Linked DNA regions of Zea mays: region 1 is linked to region 2. Evidence: chromatin contacts called from public Hi-C data. All regions are on one chromosome and are shown on one strand. Each heading gives the region's core, a stretch centred on a gene start, on an enhancer-like site or on the middle of the called end of the contact. The rest is flanking DNA. Distances are from core to core; before and after follow the strand shown. Region 1 holds the start of LOC542364 (alcohol dehydrogenase 2). Region 2 holds the start of LOC100285494 (serine carboxypeptidase F13S12.6).

The links. Hi-C and Micro-C count contacts between places; a contact is called where the count stands out from the background.
Region 1: a contact with region 2 is called in a Hi-C map of leaf, with 6 times the contacts expected there. The contact joins the promoter of LOC542364 here to the promoter of LOC100285494 in region 2. A contact is called at or near these places in 4 of 25 Hi-C or Micro-C datasets (ear, leaf and tassel).

The regions. Positions count from the first base shown.
Region 1 is chr4:14,484,564-14,492,244 of Zm-B73-REFERENCE-NAM-5.0, reverse strand. LOC542364 (alcohol dehydrogenase 2) reads right to left here and starts at 5,560. Exons shown (of 10, transcript NM_001111940.1): 1 at 5,401-5,560; 2 at 5,169-5,305; 3 at 5,021-5,067; 4 at 4,227-4,552; 5 at 4,051-4,133; 6 at 3,863-3,938; 7 at 3,282-3,343; 8 at 3,062-3,157; 9 at 2,809-2,970; 10 at 2,262-2,693. The coding sequence starts at 5,434. The coding sequence ends at 2,577.
Region 2 is chr4:14,222,039-14,229,045 of Zm-B73-REFERENCE-NAM-5.0, reverse strand. LOC100285494 (serine carboxypeptidase F13S12.6) reads right to left here and starts at 3,380. Exons shown (of 10, transcript NM_001158386.2): 1 at 2,927-3,380; 2 at 1,662-1,769; 3 at 1,455-1,547; 4 at 1,287-1,379; 5 at 1,100-1,185; 6 at 734-1,012; 7 at 533-666; 8 at 293-385; 9 at 52-169. The coding sequence starts at 3,173.

The DNA.
Region 1 (7,681 bases), core at 4,311-6,810, 260 kb before region 2:
GGATTCGAAGACGTGTGTGCCACAATTGAAGGAGTGGCCTCCTGCGGGATTCACGAGAAGCAGGTAGCCGAGGCCGAGCTCGGGCGAGGCGGAGTTTGTCCCGAGGCCGGGGTCGACTTCGAGCGAGATGGAGTTTGTGCCCGAGGGCCAGCTTGTACTCTTGTCATATTGTACGTCCCATCGGGGGTTGGCAGACGGCGTGCGGGTATAGTGGTCGCATGTGTCATCATAGTTGGTGAAGCTTGACAGGACCGTGGTTTTTGCTCCTATTCACCTGCAACCCTGTGTGAGGTAGGTATGTGCATTGAATGTTGTTGTCCCCTACGGACTTCGGCTGAGTCTTGCCCTGGGTTTGTCTTCCTTACCCGAGGCGGGCTCGGGCGAGGCAGAGACGGTCGTTCTGGGAAGAGGGAACCTCGGTCGCGACGAGGATTCTCCGGAGAACACACCCTGTCCGAGGGTAGGCTCAGGCGAAGCAGAGTTATGGTAACCCCTGAGGGGGGGCTCGTGTGAAGCGTGGCTTATGACCTTCGTCCTCGGGGAACGTGCTTTGATGGTGGTATAGGGGTTAAGCGTGTTTTAAGGGCGTAATCTAGGTACTCCTAATTACTATACCCGACACATTCTACTAGCCAAACACGTGATGCTCCTAAGTACTCATACAGTATTCACGAACACACTAGTTGAGTCTGTCTAGCTATTCGAGGTCAAGGCCTAGAGCTTGGGGCCACAACATATGCTTGGAGCGATAGGGGTGCTCTAAGACTCTCTCCAGCAACGAACTGTAAAACAACTTGTACTCTAAATTTAGAGGATATTGTGCTCCTTTATCCACCCAACAAGGAACCCTAAAAGACACTCTAAAATTTAGAGTCTCTGCTTCAGCCGCTATATGTAGAGAAACACTGTTCGTCCTCTATCCCGCAATCAAAGCGCTACAACCTGACACTTGTGTACGTGACGACCACTGTTGATTGACTTACCCACGTTGCATGCATGCATATTGTGTTAAAAAAATGGTGTCCGATGCTGGATTGTTGCATAATACAGTTGCGAATAGCTTAGTCAAACTATTTTAATTTTGATAGAGACTAACGGTTTTTTGTTTGCGTATACAAGAAGGAAAATATATAATACAAATTTGTGATACATTGTTTTGCTATATATGAATGATGAGTAATTTCTCCATAAAATGAAAATATATTGTAATAAGTATTTCAATTTCGTGATGTACAAAAAAATATTCTTTTTATAAAAGCGATAGGTAAAAACAATATAAATAATGAAATCTGGTAGCATTGTAGATATAGAGGACCAAATTTAGGGGATGTTGCTGGAGACTGATAAGATATAGAGGACGAAATCTTTTAGAGTGTGCTGTAAAGGACAGAGAATATTCTTTTAGAGGATGAAATTTAGAGGACGTTGCTGGAGACAGCCTAAGGCCTTGCTCAGTAAAGGGTATATAGTTATACAAAACACTATTTTGTACTGCACATCAGAATTAGTTTGCTGATTGACTGATTCCCCGGTCCTTTGCTACAGCGTGTCAGAATCTGCTCATTCGCTTCACGGGAACCATGGTTGATATATAATAACGTGCGGAATCCAATTCTTGACTTGTGGAATGGAAGCAACTTTCAATTCAAAACTGATACGTACAGATTATTTTACAAAACCGTTGATGTGCTGACAGCACAGGGAGTGATCGGCCCGGGCCCATGGACATGCTTGGAACCCTACTGGACAAAGCGGCACTGACACAGAGAACCTAAATTGTTGACTTGTACTATCTATAGCATCCGCTTATTTGACAGCGACGGTCTCGAGAATCGTATAATCCTGTCAAACACCTACCCTGCCATCGAGCTATTGTCCCGAATAAAAAAAATTAAACTAGTAATCAAGGAGAATCAACAAGAATCTGATGATGCGAATAAATCGGCGACCGTAAGAGTCTTGCCTAGAAATAACGGAAACAAATGGGGGCCTAAAGAGTCATGACAATCGAGGTGTTGTTTGGTTCACCTATCTATAACGTGGACATGGTAACCGATAACGTTAAACATATGTTTATTTAAGTCCAACCGTAATCAGATACCACACTAGAAACTAACACCGTCTTATTCAAACTGCCTATCGCTGGTAATCGAGTGTTAATCACTACTATTTACGTTACATTTTGTGAATACCGAATGGTACCTCAAGTAAATCTGCAATTTGCGAGGGAGGGAGGCCTTGAAGGTCTGGAACATTATTAATATCTACAGTATCTCATTATTGTCATGCAAAATGGTAATTACAGACAGGGGATTCTGAAACCTGGACACAAACTTCTTCCTTTGTTTTTTTTCTGGGAGGGGGTTGTTCTGAGAAGGGTTGAAACCTGACCACACACTGACGATAAAGGTGAAACCCTGGAACAGAATAATACAGGATGGGCACAGGACAAACACTAACGTTTTATTGCTACTGTGTACTACACAAGCTGGAGGACTGGAGCGCCTTCAACTTTTCATGCCCATTTGCTGTGCGACATGCCTGCCCTGCAGGAGGAGCAAGCTTGCAATGAAGCTCTAATCCTCCATCCTCATGATGCAGCGCAGGCTCTCCCCCTTGAGCATCAGGTCGAACGCCGTGTTGATCTCCGAGAAGGGCACGCTGTGCGTGATGAACTTCTCCAGCTCCAGCTCCTACGTACGTACACAACACAAACACACACATCGCATGTTGATCGTCAGTCAGGGATACGGTTGAACCGTAAGCAGGTCAGGTACGTACTCCAAGGTTCTTCAGGCGGCGGCTTACCTTCTTCATGTACATCTCGACGACGTTGGGCAGGTCGGTGCGGGGCTTGTAGTTTCCGAAGAAGGTGCCCTTGAGTGTCTTCTCGCTGAGGAAGTTCATGGGGTGGGTCTTGAACTGGTCGTCCTTGTGCGGGACACCCACCAGCACGGCGACACCCCAGCCCTGCATTTGCATTTCAGAGTTCCATTTCAGCCTGAAAGCAGATGATGGTGGTGATAGAATCGCACAAGATTGAGCTGAGGCGAGCACATACGTCGTGGACACATTCGAAGGCGGATATCATGGCGTTGATGTTACCGGTGCACTCCACGCTGCGGTCGACGCCGCCGTTGGTCAGCTCAATCAGCACCTGCAATGCAACACAGGAGCACCAACGAGCAGTGGATATCAGATACATGTAGGATTTTAGTTTCTTTGTCCTGAACAAAGGATCGCCGTCAGTAATATATATACTGCGACAAAGCTAAGCACACCTCTTGCACTGGCTTGTCGTGGTCCTTGGGGTTAACGAATTCAGTGCAGCCAAATTTCTTAGCTGAAAAACGAAAAGCAAATGGAAGTAAGTTCTCTGTGCCGCAGGCATCAAGAATCATACAAGTACAAAACTGCCATTTCACACATAATATATAAGGTCTTGTTCGGTTGCAATGGATGAAATGACATCACATCATGGATTTAATCCGGTTCTGAACTGGGTGAATCCATACCTCACACTCAATCTTATGGTGAGATTAAATCCATCATTTAATCTATGTATCTTTCAAACCTACTTATTTTTAATACATGGATTCTAATATAAATTTGTATAATATTTTTATGGATTTTGTTTCATATCTAGTGAGCTATGGATAGAATCTATGCCTTCTATAGTTTAAAAAATTCACAAAGCCTTTGTTATAGTTTAGGATGGGTTTAACTGGATAAAAAATTAATTAGGTTTGGATTATTTTGGAGTATGGATTATGATATAGATTTAATTCCAATCCACATTAATCAGAGCTGGATTGGTGTAAAAAAATAAGGCCTAAGATGGCATTAATTAGTTTAGTTATACCTTGCTCGTATTTTGCTGGGTTGATGTCCACGCCGATGATCCTTGATGCACCAGCCAGTCTAGCACCTTCCATAGCCTGATCGATCATGTACGTTGAAACATATATAGTATACAGTGAGTGTTCATTCCATACATATTCCAATCATATGAAAAAAAATAAACCTCATAAAACTTCCACCACCACTTACAGCAAGGCCTACAGCCCCAAGCCCGAAAATCGCCACCGTCGAGCCCTTGGCTGGTTTCGCCACATTCAGTGTCGCGCCAAGGCCTGCACCAAAACGACGGCGACAGTTCAGTAAGCTGTAAGCCATCCTGCTAAAGCACGGCATGGCCATGGAATGGAAATGGCATCTTTGCTTACCGGTCGAGATACCACAGCTGAGGATGCAGACTTTGTCGAGAGGCGCCTCGGGGTTGATCTTGGCCAGGCAGCCGACGTGGATGACGGTGTACTCGCTGAAGGTGGACGTCCCGACGAAGTGGAAGATGGGCTGCCCGCTGATGGTGAAGCGGGACTTACCGTCGCCGATCATCACGCCGCGGTCGACGTTGATCCTGAGGAGGTCGCACATGTTGCTCTCCTCCGACTTGCAGTGGGCGCACTCCTTGCACTCGCCGGTGAACACCGGGAGGACGTGGTCGCCTGGCGCGAGCTCGGTCACGCCCTCTCCGACGCTCTCCACGATGCTGCGACCAAGAGCGGGTCGTTAGCTTGGAAATAGACGTATTAACAGAGCTAGTATTAGTGGTCCTGGCTGCTGTAGCTTGTCTCTATCCGTCTTATGGAGAAAAAAATGAAAGAATAAACATCTTAAGTGCAGATTCTTTGTGTCATGGGCTCATGGCTGACGTTGTGTGTTCCTTGAATCTGCACATGAGGCTTTAATTTATACCCAATTAATTCAATAAAATATGCACGCTTGCTTTCTTTAGTAGTGGATCTTAAATCCACTGCCAAACCAGCTGTGCTCGAGATGAATCATGAATTGACGAGCTATGTTTAGAACCGACGCGCTAAATTAAACTAGTAGAATCGCATGATAATAAGACACATAGGTGCACATCTAAAAAAACAGTGGAAAGAAAGTGATGAGCTCAGTACAGGCAGTAGAGAAAACAGTAACAGCACAAGAGGACAGGGAGATGGAAGCATACCCTCCCGCTTCGTGTCCTAAGATCCTCGGGAACACCGGGGTTTGCCCCTGCACAAGACAAGATTCAGCCAAAAATCACTGGTTAGGCCCAGATCTGTCATGCTCATGCATATCAACGTTCTGCGGCTAGAGATGCAGCAGGCACAGACCTTGGCCTCCCAGAAGTAGACGTCGGTGTGGCAGAGCGCGGTGTAGAGGATCTTGATACGCACCTCCATGGCCTGCGGCGGCGCTACCTCCACCTCCTCGATGGACAGCGGTTTGCCGGCCTCCCACGCCACGGCGGCTGCAGAGGGATCCAAGAACAAAATCAATCCAGTGATTTAGGCTGCTAGCTAGCTAGTAGCCATCACGAAAGGTGGAGGTAGAAGACGCACGCACCTCTGCACTTGATCACCTTCCCTGCTGTCGCCATTGCTTGCTCTCTCTCTCTCTCTTTCACGGAGCTCGATCGATGGACCACTCCAAGAACACGAGAATGGAATCCTTTTGCTACTGCTTCTTCGCACTCTTTACACTTGGCTGATGATGAGAAGTTGGTGAGGAAGAAAACGGGGACGAGTACTGTATATATAGTGGTCTAGAGTCTAGTCTACGAGGGAGGCAGCAAGAACGCCTGGACCGTAGCGGCGCAAGTGGGGGAAGAAAGGCTCGGATTTTTTTTGTAGTCGCGGTTAGAAACCAGGGAGGCAGGGAGGTGTCCGACTGTCCGCTGCCGCATTCCGTTTTCCCGGCCTCCGCGAGCCAGCCTTCGGGCCGCCGGTTTCTGCCTCCGGCGGTTTCTTGTTTACCGTTTTCCGGGTCCTCTAGTGGTACTTAGCTAGGACTACTTCTCAATGATAAATTATAGAATTAATAATTGTATATATGTCCCTTAACTGTACAAAATTAGATAGCTAGTTCATTTTGATACCATAGAGAGGTATAAAAATGAACTAATTTCCAATTTTTAAAATTTTGAGTGCTATATTTCCAACTGGCCCTAAATTATAAGATATTTAAGTTTCGTTATATTAATTATATTATACATGTACTTACAAGTATATAAAAATTATATTAAAACATAAAACATCTTATAATTAAAAATAGAGCACATACTATTTTATAAATAGAGAGCTATAGCTCAATTTTTCTCTAAAAACTATAAAAAACACTAGTAAAAAAGCTCTATGTCTGCGGTGAAGTCTAATTTCTACAAGCGATTTTGGTTATCGAGTACCAGTGAAAACAAATTGGCTGGCCCGATTTAAGAACTGCCCGTGGAAACAACTTTGTACTAGTGGTTTTCTTAAAAAAAAGCGCCAGTGAAAATCGTGCATTTCTACTAGCAGTTTCTTATGAAATCCGCTAGTAAAATTCATTTTATCTAGATTTTTTAGTTTCTCAAATGACCTTGTACGTAAAAATCATATAAATAAAAGTTGTAGATCTCTAAAAGTTACGAAACTTTGTAATTCGATCGCTGTCAGTGTGGGGGTCCATAATATTTTTTATTTTGCTACTTTTAAAACCCAGTTTATATTTCCTAAAAAAGATTTTTAATGGCGGATTTCATATCTCATCCGCTAGTGAAAATCAATTTCAACTAACGGTTGTCATAACTGAACTGTAGTTAAAAATCGATTTTCACTAGTGGTTCTCAATTAACCGCATGTGAGAAAACATTTCTACTGTGCTCTACCACTGATGGTTCTAAAAACGCTAGTGAAGATAGATTACAAACCGTCTCTATATACCTTTTTTGTACTAGTGAAAACAATAGCAAGCTATAAGGTTATGTAACACCTTAACTTTAAAATAATAAAATCTATTTCGATGTCTTTGATTCAGTTTATAGAACATGGCATTAATTACTATTTTTTAGATTAAAAATTTATAAAATTTTTGTTCTTAAACTTGGGTGACACATTCATGTCACTATTTGTTTTTATTTTAGTATATTTAAATTTATTTTGTGGAAATTAAAATTATTTGCTATTTGTATTTACTGTTTATGGCTACCAAGGTGAAGGATCATTTAAGAAAGATATCTTCTCCAAAGAAATAACCAATAGACCCAGTAACGAGGAGGTTCTTTGTGAATATGAGTGAGAAACAAAAGAAAGCTATTCTATCAGATTATGATCACTCTATCAAGAAATCTTAAGGAAACATGTTAAAAAGATGAGTTACAACTCGAAAAATAGCCTCAACCAATTAGTAACATGCCATCCAAAAATGGTATTAATATGGAGGCATTTTTGAAGTCTGTAGGCCTGATGAAAGAACACATGTTGGGGCTAGAAAGTACATACGCAACAACTTCAACAGTTTGGAAGTATGAGTATGGCAAGTTTCTAGTCATACCAGAGCTGGTCAAAGAACTTGCAACATAAATGCGCAGATTCCATGAATGGTACATGGAGAAATTAGCTGTTGAGAGGACCTATATTAGCATGGTCATCAAGATACCAACTACTTCAATGGCATACAACTCTTGTGGTTGGATTTCGACTCGACTAATCGGACCTATATTTTTGAGAATATTTATCATATGCACGAGCGAGACGCTCTCAGTCTTTTCTCTCACTAGTTGCTAGGTTTTTGTAAGTGTTCTCGATATCTCTTGCCGACATTACACTTATGTCTATTCACTATTTGTGTGACCTTAAGCCTATTTCAT
Region 2 (7,007 bases), core at 2,131-4,630:
AGCCGTGGTTACTATAGAAATAGAACATGCAATGCAAAAGAAAAACTATACCTGGCCTTTGTGGAACCAGGTGCTGTAGGGGACGGTGACATGCAGCCCCATGGCGTGAGCGAGCTCTCGCACAAGGGTTCGGGTGCCCAGCAAGGGCACGACGGAGTCTTGGTCGCCGCTGCAGTGTCGACGACTCATGGTGTCACAACAACTCACACAAGGTATTGGCATGCATGCATGGAGCTCAGAACTGTCTTGCTGCGTACGAAGTAAAAAAAAGGGGGGAGTTTTACAACATCACCTGAACACCCAAAGTGGTATCTTGTGCTCGACGATTCTTTGAAGTGTAGGCAGTATGTTGATGTTGCCGTCGGTGTTGCTGTAGTTCAGGATACTGGCACATGATGGTGCAAATGACCCGTGTGAGAGTTTGGCATTGAGAAGATAACCAAAACCTGATCATCTATGTTCAGTTTCTGATGATTTACATGTGTTCTCAGCATTGTTGAAAGAACTCTATATGTAACAGTAGCACACTTACTCGCTGCACATGCTCCAGTGATGCTTCAGATGCGTCCTGTTAGCATGCAGAGCCTGCTGCACCTCCGGTAGATTGAAGTAGAAAAACCTCTCGTAGGACATGCAGACATCCACGCCAATACTGATCTTCGTCGCCTGCAACCAAGAAGAGCCAATCAAACGAGGAAGAACAGCGTAGTCGGAGGAGCAAGCAATAGCATACGTATTCTCGCAGCCGTAGCTCCTGCATCACGATCGATGGGTAGCAGACGTCGAGAATGACATCGTAGTTGTTGACGTAGTCTCCGACTACGCTGTTCGCTTCCGCGATGGCGTCGTTGCATGACTTGCTCTCGTTGTGAGGGTCGTTGAAGGTGTAGTCCTCAAAGTCGCAGCTGTGGCTGATCGCCAGGAATATCTCGTCGGAGATCATGCCATGAGACCAGAAGTACTCGTAGGTCGCAGGGACGTCCCTGTCAAGCTTGAGGAGCGGATTCCCGATCTGTTCGACGCAAAAAAAAAAAAAAAAAAAAGATAAAACTTAGTAAGGAGGATAAGTACATTATTACTATTATTCTCGGTTACTTACAGCGACTCCCTTAATATTGAACTTGAAACCCTTGGATTTCTCGTTATGGGTGATAAGTACATCAGCGAGCTGTGGTATGTAATGCCCTGCGTTGTGTTATTTATCAGTACTACCATTCACCAAACAAGACACAGCAGGTTCTGCTAAAAACATAGAATTCACACTTAATTGAAATGTACTTCGCTACCTGCGTAACTCTCTCCGGTAAGGAACAAAGCTCTTGATCTGTACTCAGGAAACTTCGCATACCATCCCAACAAAAATTGGTACATGTCATGAGCTGCATAGTTAGATTGACGAACAGTGAGATCCCAGCTTAGCTCGCTGTGTTCAATCAACTGTCAGAGCAACTGACCAGTCCGCACGTCTCCAGTGCTGTAGTCCGATGAAGTGTTCGAATAAGACCATCCAACTCCAGCCGGTGACTCCACGAACAGAAGATTGGACGCTGTGAAATCAAAGGTAAAAGAGCATCGAAGATCTACCTCTGTTAAGACCTGCACTTTCCATTCTTTACTGAAGAAGAATGGGATGGAAATATAGCGACAGCCTAAAGATCGACCTCTGTTCCATGACTTCTTGTTCAATCTGAGGCCTCGGCCGTCTCCTCGCGGATAAAATGGCCCTAGCTCGGTGAAAGCACCACCTCCAACCGAAGAACAGCCAGGACCTGACAACCAAATGGGCTGAGACTTCAAGCAGGAGAACGTTAAAGTGCATTTCCTGACCATTCATTAAGTTCATAGTCATTGTTGTTGTAACTAGTAACCAAAATGTACTAAGAAGTTTATTTTTTTTAAAAAAAAAAAGTGTTTCCTTTTCATCCTCTGATATGAAAATCGAATTATGCCTGAAGCTAGCTTTCTTCCGGTGTCTTTTGATGCATGGGGATCAAATGATTTCTCACTTCTTTTGACATCCACAAGGACCACACGTCCACACAGAGCCCGATAGATAGAGTAAGGCTCTAAACGGGCAAGGTCACATGGTGACATCCAATGACAAAGACACCCTAGTACTTAAGTACTTAGCAAACAGGGTGTCACGATGCAAGTTATTAATGTTAATTCCTTACTATTTTTTTTTTCTTGACAGGTGAGGTGGGTGTGGAGCAGGTAACGAATAGGAGCTAGTCCTCTGTTTCCAGTCCAGGAAACACTCTACCTGGCATCATTAATCCCCACCCACCTGAACAATGAAACATATGCTGGATAGAGAATAAAATATAGATTTTTTTTCTTAAAGGTATACTATTATATTTTAACAAAGGCATATTTGAGAAAATTGATTATTAGTTTCAATCCCTGGTCATGGCTACAGTAAAGTAATAACTAATGCACCAATAAATAATAAAATTTGTAAAGAAACGTATTGAGTGGGAAAAAATACCAATTATTTTCCTTAATGAAACAGTACAGGTGCCACTATAATAAGTGATGGAACATGAGATATGTTTTGTTTCTGCTCAGAAACACCAAACGAAGCTACAAGAGAGATAACAAGAAGAGCCCAGAGGCGGACTGGGATCCAATGGATCTGTGAAGAAGTGGCAAAATCACAAATTTCTCGAAAAACAAAGTCCATCAAAATTCAAGGCACCATGACAAAACTCAAAAGAAGCGAATCAAATGAAATTCTCAACAACAGCCAAATTAACTAAACGGTTCGGTTTTGGAATTCATCAGATGCAAAGTAACGTCCAGAGGGACCAAAACCGTCGGTTCAGGCGCAGTAAACACAAGAGAGAACGAACTCCAGCAAAAAAAAATTGCTTTACTGAGAGAGAGGAGAGAAGAGGAGAGGAGGAGGCGAGCGGTAGCAACCGACCTCCATTCAGCCACAGCGTGAGCGGCTTGGCGGCGGCGTCCTCCCGCGCCTCGGCGAAGTAGTAGAAGAGGCTCCTGCCGGCCTTGGCGTCGACGTCCACGTACCCGGCGAACTGCCTGAACGTGACCGGAGGCTGCCCCGGCAGCCGCGCGACCAAGTCCTCGGCCGGGAACGCCCGCGCGGCACCGGCAAGAAGCCAGCCCACTGCGGCCACCGCCAGCGCCACGGCTCTCCAGGAAGCCGCCATTGCTTGCTGCTGCTGCAGGAGCCGACGACGGAACTGGGAGGGAGGGAGGGGGGAGGCGTTCGACTTTCGATGCCCAGCGGAGGACGGGACGACCGGGGTCGAAGGAAGAAACAGAAACAGTAGCCGCCGCGTCCGGGGAGCGGGGAGGCCCTTTTTATCGGGGGCGCCTAGCTTTTTCACATGTCAGCCAAGCCACGCGAAAAAGACTGTGCGATTAGCTCGTGAGTTGTTGTCATTTCAGTTTTGAGTTTGTTTCGTTTCCATCCGACGGTTTCTGCTCCTGATTTTCGTCGGAGGCGCTGACGACTTTGACCTTCTGTTTCGTCGGGAAATATACAAGATGCAAATTGAAAATGTTAGTACGTGGTTAATTACCTTTCATTTTCCTCGACAACATATGTAGGTGGTGGATTTTTTATTATATGATTTATCGATACAAGATATCGTGCCAGTTGTCATTCTTTGCAGCAGTGTACTAGTTCCTCCTGTTCATGGCCTGCAAGTGCAATCCCATTTTCCACATGGTACATTACAGTACAGTACAGTACAGGCGTTTCAGCTCTCATTTCAACCACTGGAACTGAACTCTTGGTCTTGTTTAAGGTAAGCATTAGGGCTTAGGATCTAGGGTTGGTCGGCATTATGACTCCTACTACTCCTACCCCCTACCTGAGACTGATGAATAGGTAGCCGTTGGAGGGAGTACCAGGGAAGCGATAAGAAGCCATTTACTACTGGCAGCCATTCTCAGCTTGAGTTGGAGTAGGGTCGGGTCAGAGGTCAGAGGCATTCAAGCCCGTGCGTCAGCCCCGGCCGTCACCAAGGAAGGCTGCAATGGCTTGGCATATGTGGCCCGTCAGGCTCACAGCTCACCTCATTCAAGCCCCATCAGACTGTCTTCAGCGGTTGCCCCTAAATTTGGCCCCCTATATCCCACTCACGTGCCACATCAGCGTTCTCTTTCCCTCTATATCTCCACCCTGTACAGCGGTTCCCCCTAAATCCTTCCCCTACACCCCACTACAAACATTTTCTATACTTACTTTTCACCTCCTATCAATTTTTATTCTACTAACAATTAATTGAACAGTACAAGCACAGTATTTAGAGGGCTTGCCACAGCCCTCCATATCTAGCGGAGCACTGCTCTCAGCGCTACCACTGTTGCTTGCAGGAGAAGGTTTAGAGGTGGCCGCTGCACCCATCTCGTTACCCTAAACGTGCACAGTGCAAGGGGAGGGGGAAGGGCGTGGCATGCGCTGAAGACAGTCTCATGTCAGACGCGTCCAGTACTCCAGCAGCAGTAGCCTAGCTCTGGATTACTTAAATGTTCGCCCAGTTTTCAAAATAGTTGTTAATATGCTTCTTCTTTTTTGTTAATCTCGTTTTTTAAATAGTTAATTAACCTTTAATTTTATCGTATATATTCTCTCCGTTCTAAGTTACTACACGTTTTTATTTCTTTTTAAATATATAGATTTTATTTACTATATATACTTATATATACAGTGAGTATATCTAGATTTATATTTATAATAGAAGCGATATATCTAGGGGGAAAACGTCTAATAATTTACAATATATAGAGTATAAAAGGAACTATTGACATTTATAATAGATAATCAATACTATTAGGTAGACATTTGAATATCTTTCAATGAACTTATTTTGATATACAATATCGTCATTTCTCTCGTTCCACCGAGCTACCACACCGACTTCACAGCCCTTTATCATTGCACACATAGATGTCGTGGAGACACTGCTATTGTTACTGTGGCATTCACCAGCAACGAACTCGAGGAGGACATGTGAACATGTTGCTCTTGCCGGTACGTGAGGACATTCGACTACTTCCACTACATTAACGCATTCTTCGTTCGGTCCAATGCGCATCTGGTTGTAACGATTGATTCATGCTATTCACATCGTATCTTGGTTAAACATGGTAGATATGCTAGTAGAGATGTCAATGGGGACCCGATACTCGCTAACCCGTGGGAAATTCGCCTATTAGGGTACGGGTATGGGACAAAAATTGTCACCATGAGTATGGATATGGGACAAAATCTCTACCCATTGGGTAAAAGTTTGGGAAGCAATAATCTGAACCCGATTACCCATGGGTATTTCATACGTCTACATCTGTCGTGTTTGTATGAATGAGTTGAGGCCGAGCCGGCCACCAAGCCCAGCACGACAGCGCACCAGGCCCCAGGTCCTAGCCCAACAAGGCAACACAACAAGGCAACTAGCAGACTAGCAACAAACAAAACCCTAAAATAAACTAGCCATATGCTACGCCCTGCCCAGACGTTGATAACGACCATGAATTCTCAGGCGTCAACGAACTCAGATGGTGACCAAGGAAGGTGAGTAGACTCTATTTCTTCATTTATTCTATCGGTCTCGAAGTACTTATTTCTTTTTTGATGGATGGATATGAATGGATCATGGTTCATGGATGAGTGCTTGTCGATGTGGTGATGTCTGAAATCTAAATAGTTTGTGCTACCTGTTAGTACCTAGTTATCTCTTAATTGGGGATGGGGACCCATTGGGGACCCGAAACCCGAATGGGGATGGGTATGTGTCGGTGTTTCGAACCCGGGGGTCCCTGGACCGACGAGTAAATTATCGCCGCGTGCCCCAGCCCAGATGGGTCGGTGCGAGACGGAGCGCGAAGGGGGGAAGCAGCCGGAGGGAGACGGGCGTGAGAGGTGGAATCCCGCGGCCTTCGTGTTTGTCCCGCGCCCTGGTCGGGTGCGCTTGCAGTAGGGGGTTACAAGCGTCCACGCGGAAGGGAGCGAGCGGCCTCACGCGAGCGCCGTCCCGTCCTTCCCCGCGCGGCCAACCCTCTGTAAGAGGGCCCTGGTCCTTCCTTTTATAGGCGCAAGGAAAGGATCCAGGTGTACAATGGGGGTGTAGCAGTGTGCTAACGTGTCTAGCGGAGGAGAGCTAGCGCCCTAAGTACATGCCATCGTGGCAGCCGGAGAGGTTTTGGCACCCGGTTCGTGTGGTGTCGTGGCCGTCGGAGGAGCGCTGGAGCCTGGCGGAAGGACAGCTGTCGGGGCTGTCGAGTCCTTGCTGACGTCCTCTTGCTTCCGTAAGGGGGCTGAGAGCCGCCATCGTCATAGAGCGCGCGGGGCGCCATCATTACTTGTCTGGCGGAGCGAGCCAGATGGGACGCCGGTCTTGTTCCCCGTAGCCTGAGTCAGCTTGGGGCAGGGTAATGATGGCGCCTCCTGTTGACGTGGTCGGTCCGTGCCCTGGGTTGGGCGATGTGGAGGCTCCTCCGAGGTCGAGGTCGAGTCTGTCTTCCGAGGCCGAGGTCGAGTCCGAGCCCCTGGGTCGGGCGAGGCGGAGACCGTCGGCTGAGGCCAGGGCTGAGTCCGAGCCCTGGGGTCGGGCGAAGCGGAGTTCGTCGTCTTCCGGGGCTGAGCCCGAGTCCGAGCCCTGGGGTCGGGCGAAGCGGAGTTCGTCGTCTTCCGGGGCTGAGCCCGAGTCCGAGCCCTGGGGTCAGGCGAAGCGGAGTTCGTCGTCTTCCGGGGCTGAGCCCGAGTCCGAGCCCTAGGGTCGGGCGAAGCGGAGTTCGTCGTCTTCCGGGGCTGAGCCCAAGTCCGAGCCCTAGGGTCGGGCGAAGCGGAGTTCGTCGTCTTCCGGGGCTGAGCCCGAGTCCGAGCCCTGGGGTCGGGCGAAGCGGAGTTTGTCGTCTTCCGGGGCTGAGCCCGAGTCCGAGCCCTGGGGTCGGGCGGAGCGGAGTTTCCTATGGCGCCTGAGGCCGGTCTTGGCTGCTGTCAGCCTCACTCTGTCGAGTGGCTCAGCAGTCGGTGC